Regions from separate parts of the Mus musculus genome. Here region 2 is linked to region 1. Evidence: chromatin contacts called from public Hi-C data. All regions are on one chromosome and are shown on one strand. The core of a region is the stretch at or near the end of the contact, and the rest is flanking DNA. Distances in the headings are between cores, read along the strand shown. Region 1 overlaps Kif5c (kinesin family member 5C). Region 2 overlaps Lypd6b (LY6/PLAUR domain containing 6B).

Evidence for each region. Hi-C and Micro-C count contacts between places; a contact is called where the count stands out from the background.
Region 2: a Hi-C map of 3T3-L1-derived adipocytes shows a contact between it and region 1, with 3 times the contacts expected there. The contact joins two enhancer-like sites. A contact is called at or near these places in 9 of 484 Hi-C or Micro-C datasets (3T3-L1-derived adipocytes, CD4 T cells, bone marrow-derived DN2 thymocytes and 5 more) and 1 of 115 datasets of contacts at active chromatin or transcription factors (memory CD8 T cells).

The regions. Positions count from the first base shown.
Region 1 is chr2:49,766,223-49,770,941 of GRCm38.p6, forward strand. The region is part of intron 25 of Kif5c (kinesin family member 5C); the gene reads left to right. Among named protein-coding and RNA genes, the nearest start is that of Lypd6b, 19 kb to the right of the region's middle. Within about 2 kb of position 3,454, at least 12 of the 459 cell types and tissues checked have an H3K27ac peak or open chromatin away from gene starts, as enhancers often do. A contact at or near this core is called in 3T3-L1-derived adipocytes, where this site is marked.
Region 2 is chr2:49,839,343-49,843,605 of GRCm38.p6, forward strand. All of the region lies in intron 1 of Lypd6b (LY6/PLAUR domain containing 6B), which reads left to right. Among named protein-coding and RNA genes, the nearest start is that of Lypd6b, 54 kb to the left of the region's middle. Within about 2 kb of position 1,404, at least 41 of the 459 cell types and tissues checked have an H3K27ac peak or open chromatin away from gene starts, as enhancers often do. A contact at or near this core is called in 3T3-L1-derived adipocytes, where this site is marked.

The sequences.
Region 1 (4,719 bases), core at 2,204-4,703:
TGGCTACTCCGACACCAAAGCCCTTCCTTTCAGGACTTTGTCTTTGCACTGAGCGTCCCAAAAGGCCGCTCACTCACTCTGCCCTTGTCTGTCTCACTCTCCTGTCTTTTCATCTGTGACTTTTTGTCTTAATCACCTGAATCCCGTTTGTCTTGCTCCACTGTTAGGGTGACTCTTCATTGTCTCCCCTTGTGACACCTAGTCACAAGCAAATTATCTTGCGTATCCCCAAGATGCTCACACAGCTACTTGTTCCCAGTGGAAATGGATCATACTGTGCGGGAGGGCAGACCAGATGTGGCTGTCAGCTTAGCCCCTGAGACTGTGACACTGAGTCTTATTGATGGCATGCAGGGATCCTCCAGACAGGTGCAGCCCACCTCTTGAACCACCATACCATTCATGGTGCTGCTCTAAAACCCTAGCCATTGGTAACTGGATGATTGCACGGTTCATCATTCAAGGAGCTCACTACAGGCAGAAACAGTGACTGGTTTCCGACCGAGGTGGTGCTGGGTCTCTTTGGTCTGAGCCTGGTTCTTACCCTCTGGCCAAGTCACTTTGTCTTTGTGCCCCTGTGTGGTCAGCAGCTACTTAACAGGTCTGTGGAGGACCAAGTATGTCAGTGTGTAATTAAGGTATAGGGACTGTGTGCCTAGACCAGGCATTTGCAAGCTTCATAACTAGAGAAAAAGTGAAGATTTTTAGGGTAAAAGTTCAGGTTTCACCTGCAGCCCTGGTACCCTAGGCTAGACCACCTTCCCGGTATACCAGGCAAAGAGATGGTAATGATTAAAGTCAGAGATAGATTTATTCAGTGTTGCCACACTAGGAAAGGGAACAAATAAGGTCCCACTGACTCCAAGTCTGTCTCAGGGTGCTTGGCATAAGTTGTACATTTACACACAGGGAGAACTGGGTCTGGAGGAAAGAGGTGTATGCAGAGATGAGCAGGTCCTGGGCAAGATGTGGTCTGGTTTGTGTCAGTTCTGGTTCTGGAGGGAGATCCACAGAGGCCCTTATTGCTGGCGGGGCCAGTGTTTCCCAGGAGATGGTCACTTCTATTTCAGAGTATAGCCATCAAGACCCTCATGGATAATTGCCTTCAGGTAGCAAAAGGGGGTCCACGGATGCAGTGCTTCAGGGTAGCAAGTTAGGGGGTAAGAGAGTTATCATGAGGGTTTTCCTCTTCCTGAAACTCCATTTGGACAATGGCATCGCTGTGCCTTTAGTCTTGAAAGGGGATGAGCTAGGTTAGACCGAGCTCTGTGAGCAGCTAACGTGCCAAACTGAAGAGGTATGTGGAGGATGCAAAAGAAAGCAGGAAGGCACAAAAGACCCAGACACCATGTTTTCGTCCGACTTTCCAGTTACCTCGTGGGTCCACAGGAGTCAGTGGTTAGTGGACGAAGCAGCCTCTGTTCCTGTTTCTCTGCTGTTTCTGCACATGCTCACACCACCTAACCAGGCTTCTTATTCTGTGTTCCAAACAGAAGGGCCAAACCAAGGTGGGCCTGAGACCAGGAACTTGGAGCTTCTGTGTGCCCGTTCTTGAAGTTTTGACTTTGGATACCTTGTGTATCCTTCGAGAGGATCAGTGGTATCAGAGGCTTTAGTGTCTATTTGTCACATGTATCATACAATTTAAAAACTAAAGCATTAAATGAATGATTCACTTACGTAAGTTACCAGAAGTGAACATTTTTTTTAATAAAAAGTTAAATTTTTAATTTTGTGTGTATCTGTGTGTGGGAATGTACACATGAGTACAGAGGCCAGAAGAGGATTTAAATCTCTTGGATCTGGAATAACAGATGTGTGAGTGATGGGTGAGTGACTAGTGAGTGATGGGTGAGTGACTAGTGAGTGACGGGTGAGTGACGGGTGAGTGATGGGTGAGTGAACTGGCTGAGGAGGGTGCTGGGAACTGAACTCTGGTCTTCTGCAAGAACAATAGTGGTTAACAATGGTTAACCACTGAACCATCTCTCTAGCCCCTTTACTTTATAAGCAATTGATTTTTATTTAGTTATGTGTCTGCATGTCTTTATGTTGGTATGTGCATATGAGTGCAGGCATAACTAGCATTTTTAAGGAAAGATTCGTTTTTTTAAAAAAAAACCCTCAGCTAATTGGCATTATTTTACATTTTCGTAGACCTCTTTGTCTCCTTTAATGGATAGCAGCTACTTCTCGGGTCTGCTTGTGCATCTGTTTCTCTGCATGGCCTTGCCTGGAGTATATGAAGACAACAGCTACCCTTATCACTTCAGAGAAGATTCTTGGCTGTTTCGAGAAAGGATTCAAGGGATACAAGGGTCCTTATGTAGGAGTCTGACAGGACAATATGGAAGGCATTAAAGGAAACCCAGACAAGAACTTAGCCAAACTTGACCTTTAGAGTACTAATCTTATAGCTGTTGTGAGGTCAAAAGGAAAGTAGTGTGTCTGTAGGGACCAGGACAGAGGGACCTGAGGTGGGCACTGCTGGTGGCCTGGAGACTACCACCCAGAACTCAGAAGGCGACGCGGTGGCACCAGGAAGACCTTGCTTCAGTAGTCTGGGTTATGCACTTCTCCTGGTCAAAAATGCGGAACGGTTCCTCCGTGGCAGATTGTATCGCCACGATAAGCAAAGGCAACTGGTAATTCTTATAAATGGGGATTGAACTGTAGAAAGGCGCAGGGAAAGATAAAACTATGTACTGTTTGGATTAAGCTTAAATCTACTGCAAGCAGTTTCAAAAGCCAAAGTTGAGGGTTGGAGTCCAAATATGTCTTGCAAAACCCTTCTGTGTATAATTAGCTTCTTTCTTCAGCCTTCTCCACCCCTTCTAGAGCAAGGTGATTTTATTTCCTTCTAAATCTGGCCACAGGTCCCCACTCTGAATTGCTGGCCTCAGGTTGGCTGAGCCTCGGGTCAGTGCACTGCCTGGTCTCTTGACCTGGTCCCTTGCTACTGCTGGGTGAGAGAGCGTCTCTTCTACAGGCCTGGGCAAGGAGCATAACAGAAGCAGATCTGCTTTTCCATTCAGCAGCCTGTCACAGTCCACCTTTCTCACTGCCCCTGAAGTGAATAAAGTAAGCTTCCATTGTGGCCCCCGTTTCTTTCAAGCTGTCAGCCCAAACGTGCTGGAACTTGTACTGGGGGGCGGGGGTGCAGTGTGGGACTTGAATACCATCTTTCTAGTGGAAATCTCCTCCCTTCATGGTCTGCTGGAGTTCTTGAGGCTGGGCCACAGCATTTGTGTGCTGAATGCTTCCTGTGTCAACATGGGTTGGCTGCTGTCATTGCTGTAGGCCATAGTCTCCAGGTAAGGTCTGCAGCCAGCACCTCCCTGCCTGCAGGTACACAGGAAGACCAATCCCTTCTGCCCAGTGGGATGGTGCGTTTGAAGGAACAAACCCTCAGGTGAAGTAGGATCTCGGTGCTGCTCTCCAAAAGCCTTCCTTTGGTTTTCAGCTCACAGTAGATTGTAAATGACTGCATCATTCTGCACTCAGCAGGAAGGACAAACTCTCAAGAAAGGTCAAATGTGAGACTCATCCTTCCTATAAACTGCTTTATCTCTCTGTAACTTCTAAAAATACAAGATTATCATCAAAGGTTGTTTCTACTCCCTTTAATCAGGATGGTTGTAAGCATGGGAAATGACAGACTGAGATTCCTGCATATTTACTCTGTGGGTCCAGGAGAAATGGCTGTTCTTAGAAAGCACGAACTGTCCCCTCACCTGCCAGGTTTCTCTTCTGTTCCATGCTCCTCTTTCCTTTTTCTGTATTCATGCATAATTTATGTTGTGTTTATTTACACAAAATATGTAGTGCTGCTTCCACTATTCTGAATGAGGAGGCTGTAGAGAAACAACTTGGAGACAGTACTGTGGCAGGGCTGTGAGGCCTCACAGGTGGACAGAGGCTGGAGGCAAACAGGAAGTACAGTGTGTCAGGTTATGGAGTCTTGTTCAAACTCGGGAGCAGATGAGTTTTACTTTGGCTCCATCATATTTCCTGTTGTGCCACTTCCTTTAGCTTCCTAGGACAAGGCTGTGCCTGCCCATTGGGTTCCTTCCTTCAGCCCGAGGGTTCCAGGACCTCTGCCAGAAACCCACAGGGCAGATTACAGATGGGTCAGGGCCCCATGATGCTGCCAGGGGTTGACTCTTTTGCTATGTTGAGTGTCAAGCTTACAAGAGTTAGTGGAAGATGACTCAGGGCTGGTTTCTAGTCAGGAGAGGTCGAAGACTCCCACCCTGGGGACCTGCCCAAGGTCAGATGGACAGACCTCTACTGAGAGTAAACTGGAAGCGGGTGCTGTACTGAAATCTTCATGACACCATTGGTGTGGAACACACTTTCAAATCAGTTCTCTCTTTGTAGAATGCCTGGGTCAGGACCATGCCTGACCTGCCTGGTGATGTGTGTCCTGGTTAATGAGTGATGTCTGATTGTCCCCTGGGACAGGAAGTGCTTTGTGCTATTCCGATGGCACACAGATGCAGAATGTACTGACTTTTGGAAGAGACTACCGTGACTGGGTCAGGACAAAATACTTAGATGCAGGATGGAGGAAGCTCTGTTATCCATCATGTTAGCCGAGTCTCAACTGAGAAGCAGTGAGGGCGAGCAGGAGACATCAGGCTGAGCACACGCACGGTGGAGTATGTGCCAGTCCCGCAGTGGCAACACTGTTGTGAAGAATAGCAGCATTCGTACATA
Region 2 (4,263 bases), core at 154-2,653, 71 kb after region 1:
AGGCAGAGGCAGAGGCAGAGGCAGAGGCAGAGGCAGAGGCAGAGGCAGAGGCAGAGGCAGAGGCAGAGGCAGAGGCAGAGGCAGAGGCAGAGGCAGAGGCAGAGGCAGAGGCAGAGGCAGAGGCAGAGGCAGAGAGGCAGGTGGATCTCTCTGACTTGGAAGCCAGACTGGTCTACAAAACAAGTTCTAGGACCACGAGAGCTTTCCTAGTCTGGAAAAACCAAACCAAACCAACCAAACAAACAAAAGACCTTTAGAATCCATTAGGTTGAATTATCAACTTTGGCAAAGAACATGGATGTTGGTCGATTTGTGACAAACATAAGCATGCATGAATCTAAACTCTGGCAGTTTCCTTGAGGAATTTTTCATCTTACTATCTTACTCTGTATGATTATTCTGTGTGTGGGTGTGAAGGCCAAGAGACACTTCAGGTATTCTTCAGGTACAATCCTTTTTTTTTTTTTTTTTTTTTTTGAGACAAATATTGTCACTGCTCTGGCCAGCCTCAGGGAGGTTCTTGCCTCTGCAGCACTTGAATATCAATGTGCCTTTTAGAAATGGAGCCCTGGGGGTTAGACCTAGTGCTTTCTTCAGCTCCTCCCATGATTTCTATTGGCACAGACATAATATGTGTCACTGAAGAGCTAAAATTGCATTTCTCATCCTATTGAGTTGCCATCTTTCAAAGATCTCAAAAATTACAAACTCTAAATGTTAACTTTGTCCTTTGTTTGATTTTGAGGTGGAAAAAGAAGTCCCAGGCCCATGCTTGCTGCCTGACTTCAGGGCGCCTTGTTAGTGAGTACCAATGTTGAAGTTGTTCTAATTTTTGACATTTGCAGGCTGTTTTGATCCATGTTTTGAATCTGTTTTTTTCCCGTGTGAGTTCTGTAGAACATGACCAAGGAGATTTGTAAATAGGTCTGATTTTATATACAACTTACTCATAATAGTTTACTGTGTGATCACAATTTGTGTGTATTTATATGTGTGAGTATGTATGTGTTTGTATATGTGTGAGTGTGTATGTGTATGTATATGTGTGTGTATGAGTATGTGTGTGTATGTGTGTGTATGAGTGAGTATATGTGTGAGTATGTATGTGTGTATATATGTTTGAGTGTGTATGTGTGTGTGTAAATTTATGCATGTGTGTGTATGTGCGTGTGTGTATGTGTGTATCTAGTGGACAGCTTGAGATAAATGTAAGATGACAGGACTTGGATGCAGGTCATGTCCTGCACTTTAACAAGGCTCTCTAGTAGGTTTGGCTTCCTACATAGTAAACTGTCATAGCAATGACCAGTAGCTTAAAATTCCTTCTGCATTCCTCACCGGCTGCCAAAACAATTGCTTAAGTAAATGGTTCCTGGGGCCAGCGACCATTAACACTCCCATCTGCAACTGGCTATGAGCTGAGCCTGAGGCTCCGCTGGCTGCCTGTACTTGGTGTTCTGTGTGACAGACAGCTTGGCTGCTGGCCCTTTGACTGAGGAAAGCCACGCTTCTCTCCCATCTGCTTCCTACAGAGGATAAGGGCTCTGAACCATGCACGGTTTCTCTCCGGGTAGGATCACATGAGTGCCAATAGGAGGGAACCCATGTTCCCTCCATCTTGGAACCTAGTAGTTAATTCTAAGGCTGGCAGCTGCCACAAACTGCATGTCATGAAGTGAGTCCTAACTGATGGCAATAAGTAGCTGGGTCCATTTTGAACCATCTGGAGTTTTCAGGACTCTATGTGTGGGACCAGAGACAAGCTTAGTCTCAGGTGGAATGACTCTGTTCTCAATGTCTCAATGTTTCCGAATACACATATTAAACCCGGAGATTTTGAAACCTTAATTTCTTTCGAGTCATAGCACAACTGCCAGCCTAGGATTGCCCACATATAAGTTCACTGGGCCCAGCTCTGTGGTGTTGGCACCGTGCTTGCCTCGCAGCTGTTGCCCAAGTTCATCAGCCTCATAGGGCATGCTCAGCTGGGGGTAGCAAAGGCTACTCTGAGCTCATTGTGTTCAGATTCAAGTTTCTGCTGTGAGAACTCTCCTACCAACTTATTTCTCAACCTCTCTCTCTCTCTCTCTCTCTCTCTCTCTCTCTCTCTCACTCTCTCTCTCTCTCTCTCTCTCTCAAAAAGACTTATTAATTTTATGTATGGGACTACCCTGTCCCTGACCCTGATATTCCTCTCAACCTCATATCTTTCTTCTTCTTCTTCTTCTTCTTCTTCTTCTTCTTCTTCTTCTTCTTCTTCTTCTTCTTCTTCTTCTTCTTCTTCTTCTTCTTCTTCTTCTTCTTCTTCTTCTTCTTCTTCTTCTTCTTCCTCCTCCTCCTCCTCCTCCTCCTCCTCCTCCTCCTCTTCTTCTTTCTTCTTTCTTCTTTCTTCTTTCTTCTTTCTTCTTCTTCTTCTTCTCCTTCTTCCTCACTGTGGTGACTTGAATGAGAATAGGCTTGTGTCTTAGTCAGTCAGTGTTCTATTACTGTGAAGAGACACCACCATCACAAAATTCTTTAAAAAGAAAGTATTTAATTGGTGCTCACTTACAGTTTTAGAGGTTTAGTCCATTTTCATCATGGAGTCGTGCATGACGGCAAGTAGGCTGACAATGTGGCTGGAGAAGTAGCTGAGAGTTCTGCATCTGAACCTGCAGTCAGCAGGAAGGGAGCGACTCTGAGCTTGGCTTGGGCTTTTAAAACCTCAAAGCCCACTCTCAGTGGCATACTTCCTCCAAGAAGATCACACCTCCTAATCCCTTCTAATAGAGCCATTTTCTCTAGACTAAGCATTCGAATCTAGGAGCCTTTGGGAGCCATTATTATTCAAACCATCATAATTTGTATATTTGAACGTCAGCTCCCAGTTTATGGAGAGAGTATAGAATCTTTGTGAGCTAGAGCCTTGATGGAGGCAGTAGGTGGCCGTGGGTGAGCTCTGGGCTTTATATTGCCCCTCCCTGTTCATGCTGACTACTTCCTCTGGGTGGATCAGCCTTCCTCTTTCTGCTGCCCTGTCTTTAATCCCATGAAAGATTTTATTCTTTTGAAACTGTAAGCCAAAATAAACTCTTTCCTGAGTCAATTTTGGACATGGTATTTTCTCACAACAACAGAAAAGTACCTAATAATTAACTAAGTCCAATGAGTATTGCTGGTATGTAGATGAGTATGGCAAAATCCCCTGAAGCATGGGATATCTACCAGTGGCCACACATGAAACGAAGCAGTCGTTGAATTTGCTAGTAATTTGGAATACTTAAAAAGACCCATGCTTGTGGTGGCACACATTATCATCCCAGTACTAAGGAGATGGGGCATGTGGTGGAAGCTTGCCTTGGAGACATGATGAGATCTTATTTAAATATAAAAAATGATTTTAAAAATACCCATGAATGCAGGGCTTCCGTTATCCTGCATTCAGCATGGAAAACAAAACAAAACAAAAACCCCAAAGCAAACAATCTGCTTCCTTTCTGTGCAAACCCTAGTCTCTCCTGCACCCAGCTCTTTCTGCTGTTTGAAATCTACACATCCATTGTTTGAACCAACCTTGTTAATGCCCTGCTTTCTCAGGGCAGAGCTGTGTCTTCAGACTGTCCAGTGTTTTAACCCTCTTGTTAGGTCTGCTGGTTTCAGTAACTCACCTTGACTTGAAGTTCATTAGCATGCCATTGGCAAAAGAGGCATACTTCCAAGTTGGCCATTTACTCGGCCATTCATCACTGCCTCACCTGGAGGATTCTGGGAAACCTCAAAGGAACTGCTAATGATGCTCTGTCTCTAATATAGTCTCCTTCTACACCCCCATGATGCACTGTTGGTCGAGTGACTGCACAGCCCAAGAGCTGGGACTGAAAAGGGACTAGGGAGTGAAAGTCTGTGGAGCTCTGGATGTGCTGGGCAAATCACCATGTGGAGCTGGGAGCACTGCTTCACATCGTCAGGTCAAGGGCTCAACATTGTCAAAGCCCAGCTCATGAACTACCTGTCAGAAGTCATGTTGACCTGAAAAGAAGGAGGCCTTTTAAAATTCTCTCACAGGAACCATCCCCTCTCTGAACTATGTAGAGGTCACAGATGACCTGTCTAGAGCTGATACCATCTCTCATTTGCTTCAGCTGCCACGAGGTCAGCAATCTGGGGTTTTATTTGAACCCTCTTGACTTCGAGGAGAGAGAAGCAGGGGAGGAAGAGTTTTAATTAAGCATAAATATGTACAAGAAGTGAGCTATTTAAAAACATAGTAGGTAAGTAGAGATG